2 separate regions of the Zea mays genome follow, and region 1 is linked to region 2. The links are chromatin contacts, called in public Hi-C maps. All regions are on one chromosome and are shown on one strand. Each heading gives the region's core, a stretch centred on a gene start, on an enhancer-like site or on the middle of the called end of the contact. The rest is flanking DNA. Distances are from core to core; before and after follow the strand shown.

Evidence for each region. A called contact is a pair of places that touch in the nucleus more often than the background predicts.
Region 1: a contact with region 2 is called in a Hi-C map of bundle sheath, with 2.6 times the contacts expected there. The contact joins the promoter of LOC103638703 here to the promoter of LOC100383344 in region 2. A contact is called at or near these places in 2 of 25 Hi-C or Micro-C datasets (bundle sheath and ear).

The regions. Positions count from the first base shown.
Region 1 is chr9:96,743,277-96,750,182 of Zm-B73-REFERENCE-NAM-5.0, reverse strand. It overlaps LOC103638703 (C2 and GRAM domain-containing protein), which reads right to left and starts at 4,708. Exons shown (of 9, transcript XM_008661542.2): 1 at 3,665-4,708; 2 at 2,130-3,521; 3 at 1,846-2,028; 4 at 1,485-1,756; 5 at 1,270-1,386; 6 at 927-1,186; 7 at 674-839; 8 at 299-571; 9 at 1-211. The coding sequence starts at 4,163.
Region 2 is chr9:96,162,450-96,169,596 of Zm-B73-REFERENCE-NAM-5.0, reverse strand. LOC100383344 reads right to left here and starts at 1,480. Exons shown (of 2, transcript NM_001176000.1): 1 at 644-1,480; 2 at 52-547. The coding sequence starts at 1,404. The coding sequence ends at 415. It also overlaps a transcript of LOC100192097 not described here.

The DNA of each region.
Region 1 (6,906 bases), core at 3,459-5,958, 580 kb before region 2:
CTACATTAGGATGGCTACTGCTGCTTGATGTGAGCTCCTTCTCGACTTCAGCAAACAGTTCCTTCAATCCATTCGAGGTATTGGAAATAATGCTCTTGGTGACCTTCTTCTGCTGCTTGGTGCTCTTTAACCAGGCAATCCCCAGCAAAACCAGCACACTACAGGTGTTTGGCTTCGAAGGTACGTTCGTGATACAGTACTTCATCTGGAGCTGTACGATCACACGAACCATATCTCAAAGCGAGTCCAAGAAAAGTTCCAAGAACAGATGGTGGTGGATGGAGGAGGAGGGCCTTACATTGAAGTGGTCTGCGAGCAGAACACCTTGGAGGGTCATCACCTTCTCGATGGCCCAGCCATCCTGGTTCACCAAGCTGTACTTCTGCTCGGTGGTGGCCGCTTCTCCTCCGTGCCGAGATAGGTTCTTGTCGAGCTTGTAGCTCGTCTGCCGCTGCTGTATGTTGCACCCTACGAGCTCCCACTGCGTGGCAGTGTAGTCTATGCAGCCGGCCTTCTGCATCATCTTGTGCTCCAGGGGGCCTCCTGAAAACATCTCCATCAAGGACTCGACCTGCAGGGCGCAGGTATTCATTCCTATGGGCGCTCAAAACGGATTATGTGCTTTGCGACACCATTTGCAATGTAAAAAAAACAAAAAAAAAGCAGCACTCACATCAACAGAAAGAACTGATGAGAATATTTCAGACATTTTAACGTCCGCGTTAGTGAACAAGGTTCCGGCTTCTTCAGGCAGCAGTTCTTTCACTTCGTCTTTTTCAGTCGCCTCCCCCTTCTGTTCGGGGCTGAGCGCTCGGATTTTCCAGATTGCTGTGATTATCCTGTGAGACAGAGGTCAAGAGCCTAAGTACCAGTTCTAGACATATTTGTCTCATCAGATCTTTAAACAGGGAAGAAACTGAATCTACCTGTAAGCATCGTTGAAGGAAACGAAAGATTGGAAAACAAACTTGAGCCTTCCATGATGATCTGTTCCCTTGGCACCATGCTTTGCCTCCAACCCTCTATCCTTCCGAAGGATGATCATCAGAGACGGGCTACCGATGGACAGTGTAGCAGGGATGACCTGGATGTCGTCGACGTCCTCCCACAGAAAGAAGAACTTGGTCTTGTGCCCAAATATGTTGGAATAAAACCCAACTATTCTCGGGGAGAAAAAGAGGCGGCCCTGCATCACATGAAACGGGACAGGTTTTTAGTGCCAACACAACGGGGGGTTGGACACCGGCAGGAGCCAAACGAACCATCAACCTGAAGCGGCATCTTCCGTTTGAGATGGCAGGTGAAATCGTCGATGAGGAACTCTTCCAGAGGGAGGGCGAACAGCTTCCGGAATGCAACGTTTGTTTGGGCTGACCGCAAATTTATCTGCACACATGTCCTACACTGCTGTGAGCGGCTGAAGACGGGAGTACGCCCGCCGATCAGCTTTCTCAGCACAGAAAGAACTGTGGTAAATCCCTTACCTTCTTGCCGACTTCTTTCCCCATCTTTGCTAGGTAGTTCATGACGACTTCGGTGCCCCTCGAGTTGTTCAAGAATATTCTCAAGTGCAGCCTAGGGTTGCTCGCTTGGTCACACTTCCCACTGACAGGAAGCCATATGTCAGTCAGTTCTGACAGATTGTTCTTCAGAAAGTTGACTTCTGTGTGGCCAATGACGCACTGTCCGCTCGAGTCATAGATCGCAACGTCCATCCTTGACGGAGGATCGTCCATGGCATCAAACTCGAATATCTCTAGAAAAAGGCAAACATCAAATTAAAAGCTCCATTTTGGATCACTGCACAGTTGACAACAGAGGGAAAGGTGAAAGTAATTAACTAACCGTTCCATTTTGGATCGGACGTCTGAAACTTAATCGAGCTCGTTTTCCTCTTGGCATTGCATGTGAAAACAACGTAGATATCAAAGAGGTCAGATGAGCCAGTAGCTATGATGCCAGTGCCTTCTATAAGCGCTACGGTCAACAGCCAACCGTCCCCGTGAGCTTTGACCCCATGATCACTGCCTGATACAGGGAACCAAGTCAATACAAACAGCTAGCTATATTCATCAGCCAATTAAAGTTGGACGATTTCATAAAGAACAAAGAAGGGCCTTGTTAATTACCTCTCTGTTTCCACGCACTCAAGAAGCGCCGTGTTACCTTGACGATGTTCTGTCCCTGAAGGATCAAAACCGCGCAGACCACAACCTCCCCGATGGAGTCCGGAAGGTCGAGGCCAAAATACTCGAGCCCGTGCATCACGTCGGGCTTGGACAGATGAAGGTGCGCTATGACGTAGAGCGCTATGGCGACGGAGAAAATGAACGTGAAGTTCCCGAGGAAGCGGACGACCAGCCGCCAGCACGATTCCTTCTGCGCGTGCAGCGAAGCCAGAATCTTCTCCTTGTTGGAGTTGGCGTCGTCAAGCTCGGCCGTCTTGAGCTTCTGGGACAGCACCTCGGAGAACTGGGCGAAACCTTCGGCCATGCCTTGCTTGGCGCCACTCTCGATCATCCCTTTGATCATCGTGCTCTGGACGAAGTTCACCCTCCAGCTCACGGTGAGGTGGCACGTCTGCTCTTCGGACGGGAGCTGGGGACCCGGCGTGACGCAGTACAGTATCTCCACCTTGAAGCAGTTCCCGCAGGGGACGTCGGGAGTGCTGACGACGGAGAACACCGCGTACGAGTTCCCGGCCGCTTTCAGGTACTTCTGCTCTTCCGTGGCTTTCACGGCCTTCACCAGCTTGCTTGCGGCCTTCGTGTAGCTCAGTGTCCTCTGCACGAAGCTCTCGCTGCTGTCGAGCTTCCACGGCTCGATCTGGAACCCGCTCGTTCCTTGGAGCTCCGCCACTGCTGGCCAGAAGTCTGAGCTCGCCGAGAACAGGAGAGAGTTGAGCTCGGTGGGAGCGGCGACGTAGGACTCGTCGACCAGCGTGCCACCAGGCAAGGCGGCCGGCATTTCGCTGCCTTGGTCTTTTGACTCCATGACTTTGAGCAGCTCGTCGAGGCTTGGCTCAGGTACCGTGACTCTCTCGGGGATCTCACGGTCTTCTGATGAGCTCGCGTTTGGCTCTTGCAGCTGACGGTCGACGACTGGATGGTCGGTGGTGTCCGATGCGACAGAATGCTGCACCTGCTGCACGGTGGCGTTCTCGGGTTTCCTGAAGAAGTAGCGGGACAGGACCTCCACCACTGACGACGGGGTTGGCATCGCGTCGGTGTCTGCGGCTGCTGCTGGTCCACCAGGGTCAGGGGCTGCTAAGTCCTCCACGCTGCTCCGGTCTGGCTGCTCCAGAATGCTGGAAGGGAATCGCTCGAAGCTGCTGCGAGACGCTCGTTCGATGCTGGGGACGGCTGATAGGTCGATGCAGCTATATGTTGTCGACAGCGTTTTGTGCTCGATGGTGCTGTCTGAACTGGACGCCAGGTCGTCTGATGCAGGATGGGGAACGCTCTGTGATTCTTCGGATACGTGGGTTCTTGTGGACAACGATACGTGCAGACAAACTTCTCCTGAAAATTTAGCAAGCAAATCTAGGTCATGGATCAAGACGAAAAATCACTAGTATTTGATTTGCATCGTACTCCACTCCACGTGGATAATGTTGCGGGAAGAAAGAAGGAGAGGTTGAGAAAGCGCGCAACTGCGATGATACCGCGGCATTTCTTCTTGGACTTTTTGCTCTTGGGCTGGAGCTGGTACCACTGGGTGCCGAGGGAGAGGTCGTCGGTCTCCATGACCTGGGACAGCGGCAGGCGGACCTGACCCAGCAGGTCGTTGCTAAAGTACTTGTCCTCGTTGAGCACGGACACGACCAGCTCCTCGGCGACGTTGCCCACGAGGAAGCTGAACTCCTCGTCCCAGGCGGGCGACAGGCTGCGCTTCACCACGGCCGTCTTGGCGCGCCGCTTGCCCAGCTTGAGCTTCACGAAGGGGTCGCTGGAGCCGTTGAGGTGCACGGCGGGGAGGCCACGCGCCTCCACCACGCGCACCAGCAGCTTCATCGGCGTAACCCGCAGCGCGCTCTCCGTCGCCGCCTCCACGGACGTAGTGCTGTTCCTCCCCGGTTTCGTCATGGACGGGAGCGACATCGCCGCGGCGGCGGCCGCCGCCTCCGACACCGTCGACGCGCTCCTCGCCGCCGACTTGGTCATGCATGCGATGCGAGGGTCCCGGCCGGCGGCGGTGATGAACGGATCGGTCAAGGAAGAGCGACGGTGATAGAGCGAATCGATCAAGAAAGAGCGGGAGAGAGGTTGGACGGTTTTGAGCTATTGCTTCCTCCCCCGCTGTGGTTCGTGCAGCATGGGCTGGGCTGTTTCAGGTTTCTAAACATAGGCATAGGCGTGGGGACAAAATGTTCAGGTTTCTAAACATTTGCATAGGGAGAAAAAAAAACGCTGGGATTCCTATGTACGAGGATGGGCAAGCTCCGTGCCGCATGGGCTGCTTCAGGTTCAGGTTACCAACATAGGCACATTCCAAACATAGCCAAAAACTGAAGACGAATGAACCAAACCAATCAAAGAAGCGACCCCCACGTGACATGGCCACTTTCATATCAAGAAAGAAGCAAAAAGCCAAAAACCAGCCATATCAGGCCTCAGTGGGAAGCGCGCTCAGAAGAAACGGGTGCAAGCTATCCACGTGACAGCAGGCGCTCCGACTCCGAAGACATAGGTGGGAAGCAAGCTATCCCCCTTGGCAGACGCTCCAAGACATAGGTGTGAAGCAAGGTACCCACGTGGCAGGCGCTTCCAAGTGATATTCTAGGGATCAGCAAGAGGTTCCCTGCTTTTATACAGAGAGATATCTTTCTATTTTTACAGTAGAATAGTAGTATTTCTTTTAGCTTTTAGTTTTATATCTATATTTAAATAGATAGTAATAATGAATATAGACACATATATAAAATACATATATTACATATGGACAAGTATAATAGGAGTTCTGCTGGGCTTCCAATAGTTAAAGTAAGCCCAGCAACCACCCCTGCAACCTGGTTCAATCCGGCGCGCCGACTCAAACAGGCTGTTGGGTGCCCCACGCCTATGCGCGTAAAAAAAGAAATACATGCATGAGTCAAACACGTTCCCTTGCATGCGCGTAAATTTATGAAACAGATGTGTGGTGGTTTCTATTTTTAAATGTTTTATTTTTCTCCATAAATATAGGATTGCTGCAACAGCCATGCAGCTAGACTCGTACGAACCATTTTATGATATATATATCGATACTAAATATGCTACACTGTGTAGATAATTATGCAATTCGGTATACTACGTAAAAATCTGTTACCCGCTGCATGCGCACAAATTTATGATGGAAAGAATGTGCAATGAAAGGAAATGAATTGGCATGCATAGAAACAAAAAATCGTATTTAATGTTTTATTTCCTTCGTAAATATAGGATCCCTCCAATAGCAATGCCTCTAAACTCGTTAGAACTAGTTTATGATATATACTTATACTAATTATACTATACGGTGTAGATATTTATGCAATTCGGTACACTGCGTAAAAATTTGTTTCCTGCTGCATACGCACAAATTTAGGATGGCAAGATTTACGATGAAAGAAAATCGATTGACATGCATGAAAACAAAAAAACTTATTTAAATGCTTTATTTCCTCCATAAATATAGGATAGCTCCAACAAACATGCAACTAGGCTCGTTAGACCTATTTATGATATATACTTATACAAATTATGCTACATGATGTAAGTATTTATACAATGTGGTACACTTCGTAAAAAATCTAGTATATTGTTCACTGGTGGATGCATCTTCAGGTTCGAGCTTAAAAACCTTAAGTTTTGAGCATAAAACCCCTCAGTTATAAGCGTAAATACCGAGCCAATGTGAAAGGTTGATAGCTCTAGTAGGTTGTTATTACGGTTCTATTTTTATGTCAGATTCGAAAAACATGACTCCTGGGAGTTCCCATTTCATGCACGCAAATTTTGGATTATATTTTTCTTTCTAGTTCACCCGCTAAAAATTGGATGACATGAGTCACAGAGAGCATAGATTCTTATACAACGTCTTATAAATAATTACACTGTGTAGCATAATATATCGGTCCAACTAAGAACGCCAGCGGAAATTAGGGTCAGTTTTATGGCAAACGTAAAAATCTGGCATTTACGAACATAAGTGATTTGATTTAATTTTTTATGATAGTTACGAACAAGCGGAATTAGGGATAGTTATATGGCAGACGTACAAATCTAGCATTTACGAACATAAATGATTTGATTTTTTATGGTAATTATGAACAGCATAAATCAAGGAATTGTCTTTCCAATGTGCATGTAGTAAACTGATATACAAACTATGTGTTCAAGCATAAAATCATATAGTTTTAGCGTAAATAATACATGTGGTAGGCATAAAACACAATAATCGAAAAGAAAACACGAATGGGAGGAGGTAGTGGCTGGAGGACGTCATCGACGACACAAGCACAGATGTAGGTCGTCACTCGGGCCGCCCGAACTGCGCCGGATCGGAGGATGTCACGCGCGGTCATCGCTGCGCGCACTTCGCGCCTTCCGTGACGCCGCTCGAACCTCATGCCTTGTGCGCCGTCGTCGTTACTCGCACGCCGAGGGGCGCCGCTTGCTCGTCGGCCTTGAAAGTGTCGTCGCCTCGGGGCCACGGGGACGCCGCCGCTTGCCCGCATAAGGGTCTCGCTGCCGCTCGCCCTCTGGATCGAGGAGCCACCCCCACCGACCTGGGAACCGCCGCCACTACTCCGGATCGAGGAACCGCTGCCACCACGCGTCGAGGTCAAGGAGCCGCGACCACCGCAGCCACCAGCTGAGGATCCACCGCCACGCACGCTCTCAGGCAACCGCCATCGTTGCACGCGTCGTCGCTAATGAATCGGGA
Region 2 (7,147 bases), core at 231-2,730:
AGTTCTTGCAGTTCGATATCTGCTCTTCTTGGAAGATGCTCTGCTCGGATGAAGCAGCAGGAAGGGGTTTTGACGTTTATTTCACGAGGGATACTGCATTACTAGTAATGATACACAAGTGACTAGGAACATACTGCACGTACAAGTTCAGCAGGGTCTCAATCTACATATCTACTATACATAGCCCTGCAAAGTCTATAGACGCTAATAGGCTTAGGCGCGTGTGTGCTCTGCCAGATTCAGTTTTACATGTGCCGTGATTCAGTTCACAAGCGGCGAGGAGCCTGCCGGCGATGTGAGTCACTCGTCGGGGGTTTCTGCACGGTTATCACCCAGTCACTCTCCACTCTCCAGGGTTCCAGATTCAGCTTCGTTCACAGGCGGTGGTGAGATCTAGATCGAGTTCACGATCATCTAAGAGGCCGCTGTGATGGAAGGACGCTGAGCTGCCCCCTGGAACAGCGAAGGCGGTGGCAAGGGCTCGGAGTTCTCTTCCTCGTCTTCCTCGGCGTCCCACAGGAACCCGGCGTAAGAGCCCAGGACGTAGCTGAAGCGGAAGCAAGATCACTGTTGTCAGCGCGATCTGAATAGACAGTATATGTGTATATCGGCGTGTAACAAGAATCACGGTGATGTCACTGACCAGTCGTCGGGCGCGGCCTGGACGGCGCGGCTGTAGTAGTCCTCGGCGCGGCCAGCGTCGCGGCTGGTCTCCCAAACGAGGCCCGCGTAGAGCGACAGCGCCTCGGCGTCGCCGGGGCTGGCGAGGATGGCGCGCTCGCAGTACTCCTGCGCCCTTGCCGCGTCCCCGGCCACCTCCTTGAGGAACCTGGCGTAGTTGACCAGGAGCAGCGAGTTGCCCGGGTCCGCCTCGATCATCTGCCGGTAGTGGGCGTCCGTGGCGGCGCGGTTGCTGCCACCGTCGCCGTCCCCGATCCCACCCTTGCCGCCGCTGCTGCCGCACGCCTTCCCGCCCCCGCCGCTGCCCCCGACGCCCTGCTCCACGAACGCCAGCGCCGCGGCGGCGGACACGTCCAGCCCCGTGTTCGTCAGCAGCCGACGCAGCGGCAGCGGCACGTCCACGCCGGCCCCCGCGACCGCGACCAGGTCCTCCTCCTCCTCGCCCTCGCCGTCCTCCTCCTCGACGAAGATGGAGGCGGACGAGGACAAGGACGCGGACAGGGACAGCCTCGGCGCCCTCCCGTGTCCATCGTCCTTCTTGGGCACGAGCGGCGCGGCGAGGTCCCCCTCGGACATGGCGCGGCACAGCACCGGCCCATGCCTAGGCGCCGCCACTGCCGGTGACAACAACGGCGAAACCACCGCGAGGTGCTCGACCGACGCCGCCGCAGCCGGCGCGCGCCCGCAGTTGAGCAGCGGCGAGGACGCGCTCCGAAGCAGCATCACGCCAGCCAGACTTCACTCGTCCTCGGCTCTCGGGCCCTCTCTCTCTCTCTCTCGCAAATATCGCGAGCGGCAGTGTCCGCGCCCGTGCCACTGAGTCACTGACATCCCACGGGGCCGCGAATATTTATAAGCCCGCGCGGCGCGCGCACGTGATGGCGTCCGGCGTGGCGTCCGCTGAGTGGCCGCAGCGATACGCGCCGTGGGTCCCGTGTTGGCCCGCCGGCTGCCGCAGTGGCTGTCGCTTTGGGAGGTGGGGCCCGTTGGTGGAGGGGCGGGCCCGAGAGCGGACGGACGAAACGAGCTGCGGGCTACGCGACGGAACGCGGGGCAGCGGGTGGGTGAGCGCGACGGCGGTTGGACTGCCGGACGGGTACTGATTTGCCCTTGGCTACCAATGATTGGCCGCCGCAAGGTTTTACATGCTTGGCTGCCATGAGCGGACAGCAACCAGGGCGTCGGTCTACGGCGGCTGAGGGACAGAGCTGTGTGGAGCTCGCGCCGTGGTTAGATGGGTCAAGTTGTGTGTGAAAACGGTGTGGTTTTAGAGGAGAACAAATTCAAAAGATAGGTAGGCTCAAGATCTTCGTTTGGGATGATAGGTTGCTAGAGGGTTTTGAACAGGGGAACCTATTTATGTTCAAATGGCAGGATGTCATATACACAATGTGAGATAAATGTCTTAGATTTAAAATATGCACGTGAACACTGAATATGTTGCCTTTGGATAGAGAGGAGCGAGGAGCAATTTTTTCTTTAACTCTCACTTCCAAATATAAATGAACATACATACTCATGATCTGAATCTGTGAGAGCTATATTGAATGCTTGTTTGATAGAGCTCCACGGGTAGAAGAAGTGAACCTGGATCCTATATTTATCTAGATGCACCGTGAAGCAGCTCTGCCATAGATCTAAGACTCGCTAAATTATTTGATATAACTCTACATCTCTTTGTATCTCACTGTCACCTTGGATCCCATACGCCGAAAAAAAGAATAAAATCATGGCAACTTTAAAAAAAACTTCGTGAACAAATCTGCTCCAAAAAAACCCTACCAAGTGGCCCTAAATCATTAGAACATGTAGTTCTACTAAACTTGTGAAAATGTATTGTTAATATTTATGACTCAACATAGTTATATCATAAATATATATTCAATAATAAATATAATAATATATATTTGTAGTCCTTTATATGTTTTTCCTCAAATTAACTTTGAGTAGTTAAGCTAGTACCGTGTGTTTGTTATAAGAAAGAAAATCGAAACAAAAGGTTTTTTTTATTCTATTGCAATATAGCCATTGATTTCTACACTTAATTTTACTTTATTATAGATCCTTGATTCTAGAAGTTCCTTCTCTAAGAATTTGGTTTCAATTAATTCTATATATTATTATTTTTATCTTTTAATTAATGGGTCTCGTTTTATTAGAAACCGTAAAAGACTATTTGAATTTACTATAATTGTTTATGCAGGCATTTTATGATTAAGAACTATTTTTTTCTTAGGCATACTGTGTGGCCGTAGTTTACTATAACGCTTGAATACGCTATATATATATATATATATATATATATATATATATATATATATATATATATATATATATATATATATATATATATATATATATATATATATATATATCCGTGCTCAGATCATTGGATTAAACATTAAAGTATTACACTTACCAGCCCCGCTAGAATTTAAGACAAATGAACGGTTTTTCTGTTGGTTGCTTTATATTCTTGCAGAACTCTAGATATGCATATATTTTTTTCATGACGTGCCTAGGACATGTAGATCTTTTTGTACCAGCTCTGAGCAGATATTAAGGGCCCGTTTAGCACAGCTCCAGCTCCTGATTCTAAGCGAGGATCTGGAGAAGCCGTGTCAAACGGGTATTTTTTTAAACTGATTCTCGTGTGGAGCCGAAAGATCGGGAGTCGTTTTTGTGAAGAAAGGTGGGATCTAAAAAAACCTGCTCCACCCTCCCTTAAAACAGCTCCTCAACCAACCAAATATGGACCTTTCCTTAAAGTTTGATCGAAATTACCCGCAATTGCCATTGGACAAAAACATAACGAGCCAATTTATGGATTAAACATTTGAGACCATTTTATGCACTACTATGATGAGAATATTTTATATGTTATTGTTTCATATTTTTTCTGTATATGCATCCTACTTATTGGTTTGTAACAAAGTTGAACTACAAAGGGTAAAACAGACAATCGCCACAGACCACCAACTCTCATAAGACAAAAATCAGTTTACTTGCCAAACGATTTTAAAAATGATTCTGAATTTTTATGAGAATCAGGAGAATTAGCTCATCACGAGGATTAGGATCTGAAGCTAAAGAAGCAGGAGCTGGAGCTTTGCCAAACGGGCCCTAAGCAGCACCAGAGAAACCGCGGCCCGATCTCCGAAATTTTGTGTGGCCGTGGGATTATTTTTTCGATTGCCGACCTTCACTTTTCGATCTCGCGTGCGCGAATTCCGCATCCTCCGTCAGTATCTGGAATGGCGGCTGTGAAACTAGTTTTAGTTTGTGTTTTTATGGACCAACCTACATTCTTATTTTATCAAACAAATTGTTAGTCTACATATGTATTGTAAATCAGTGATAACAAGATTTGAGAGAATGTACAAATGATAGTTATCTCTTTATCGAAGGAGAGATTATGTTTATATACATATGAAATGATGCATTCCTAAGCAGTGGCGGAGCCAGAATTTCTCTGAGTATATGGCCGAATATAACACTAAAAATTATTCATACCGGCTAAAAAATTTAAATCAAAAAATACATAGATAATGCCACATATAAACTTTATTTGGACACAATAATTGTAATTAAAATAAAATTGGCTTAAACAAATGATTAACTAATTAAAAATAATAATAGATCTCTGTCTCTATAACCAATTTATCAATTGTTTGGGTGGCTTTCGTTAGCAAAACGATACTTGTTTACATCACTGCAGAAAGCTTAAAGAAGAAAAAAGTGGTGTTTGGTTTATTCGAAGTTGAATGTTCTCGTTCCTCAAACAGATTTTAGGTTGGAGATTTCAGCAAACCTGATTTCAGCAAATCTTCTGAAGTATCCATATACAATACAATATCTCTAAATACTACACACTAGGCTGACTGCCTACTGACTGCAGTCCACAGCCGCTGGGCGCCTGGTTGCCACGCTAACTGCGCCCGCTTGCACACCCCGAGAATTGCCATGCTAAACTACGCGTTGTGCGGCTGCTTGCCCGCCTGTACGTCACGCCTTCTCTCTACACCGTTTGTGGCTACTCTTCTAACCCTAGCTAAAATATGATATAACTCTGCATCTCTTTGTATCTCACGATCACCTTGGATCCCATACATCGAAAAAAGAATAAAATCATGGCACCTTTAAAAAAAACTTAGTGAACAAATCTACTTCAAAAAACCCTCTACCGAGTGGCCCTAAATCATTAGAACATGTAGTTCTACTGAACTTGTGAAAATGTATTGTTAATATTTATGACTCAACATAGTTATATCATAAATATATATTCAATAATAAATATATTAATACATATTTGTAGTCCTTTATATATTTTTTTCTCAAATTAACTTTCAGTAGTTAAGTTGGTACCGTGTGTTTGTTATAAGAAAGAAAATCGAGAAACAATGATTTTTTTATTTATTCTATTGCAATATAGCCATTGATTTGTACACTTAATTTTAATTTATTATATATCCTTGATTCTAGAAGTTCCTTCTCTAAGAATTTGATTTCAATTAATTCTATATATTATTATTACTATCTTTTAATTAATGGGTCTCGTTTTATTAGAAACCGTAAAAGACTATTTGAACTTACTATAATTATTTATGCAGGCATTTTATGATTAAGAACTATTTTTTTCTTAGGCATACTCTGTGGCCGTAGTTTACTATTACGCTTGAATACGTTATATATTCTTTGTCGCTATGTCTATCCTAGTGATCCACGAATGATGAAAATCCGTGCTCTGCCTGCCTCTATCTCAGATCATTGGATTAAAGTATTACACTTACCAGCCCCACTAGAATTTAAGACAAATTTGTTGGTTGCTTTATATTCTTGCAGAACTCTAGGTATGCATATTTTTTTTCATGACGTGCCTAGGACATGTAGATCTTTTTGTACCAGCTCTGAGCAGATATTAAGCAGGCACCAGAGAAACTGCGGCCCGATCTCTGAAATTTGTGTGGCCGTGGGATTATTATTTTTTCGATTGTCCGACCTTCACTTTTCGATCTCGCGTGCGCTCGTGCATCGCGGCGAATTCCGCATCCTCCGTCAGCATCCGGAATGGCGGCTGCTGTGAAATTAGTTTTAGCTTGTGTTTCTATGGACCAACCTACATCCTTATTATTTTTTTAAGACGCGGCAAGAGAATTGACACGTCTAAACTTTATTAACAGGGTGTTTGAATCCATTTATTTTGGAGGAATTGAAATTTACTTAATAAAGTAATTTATTTGGCTTGGAATTTAACATTCCACCACTTTCCATAGTTTAGATATAAGCTTATCTCAAATTCATGGGGTGGAGAATGGGAAATAGTTTTATGTATCAGTAGAATGTATTTCTACATTGCAACATATATGACGTTCTTCGACTCACTACTTTATAGTAAAAATATAGCACATAAATATCTCCGACATCTTGCTAATAATAGTATATAGATATATTTTGCATAAAACCATATTAGCTTAATTGATATGTGCCTAAATTACTATTATTAGAATGGAATTCAATTCCAATGATCCAAACGGACCTAACACACTTACATACACTTAACTAGCCAAACAGCACCTGAAAAAACCACCCAAGTACTCTAGAAAGAAAAAAGGATAAAAGAACGCTATGCAGAGACCCTAGCAACCAAAGTAAAAAAATTAGCAACTCTTTGCTGTCCAAAAACATCCTTAATTAACCCTGCAATCACACACTCCGACTTCTCTAGGCTTTGGAAGGTTCTGCGGTTCCGCTCTTTCCAAATCTCCCACCAGAAAAGGATGATCAAACCATCAAACTCTCTCCTTGAGCATTTATCGACTTTGGCTCTGCATTTATTCCACCAAGTGTATATTGACGAAGATTGTGCCATCCCTGGCAACAAGGCGAGGTCAAGCCAATGAGAAAGTTGCGCCCACACCATCCTAGTGAAGATACAGTTTTGGAACAAGTGGGTTATAGCTTCTGGTTCTTGTATGCAAAGTCTGCAGATCGGATCATTACTCCAACCTCTTTTCTGGAGATTTTCAGCTATTAAGATCTTATTATGCAGTAGAGTCCACGCGAAGAAACGACATTTTGGCTCCACTTTCGCCTTCCAAATTGGTAGTAGATTGCACTTGGTATAACCTCCAATGAACTGGGCCAAATAGGCACTCCTGGTTGAGTAGGCACCATCATTGGTCCAGCGCCAGTAAATGGCATCCTCAATCCCTGGATTTAATTGCACCTCGCGCAGAGCTTCCCAGAGAGCCACAAACTCTCTAATTTCCTTGGCCCCAACAACAGGAGAAATGTGGGAGATCCATCTGTTATTTGTTGTGGCTTTTAGAACTGAAACATTCTTCCGTGAGGACTTGGCAAAGAGCGTGGGAGCTATCAACCGTGCCACGTGCCATCGATCCAACATGAATGCCAAAAAGAAGCTTTAACCCCATTGCCCACTGTCACCACTGTAGACGCATGAAAG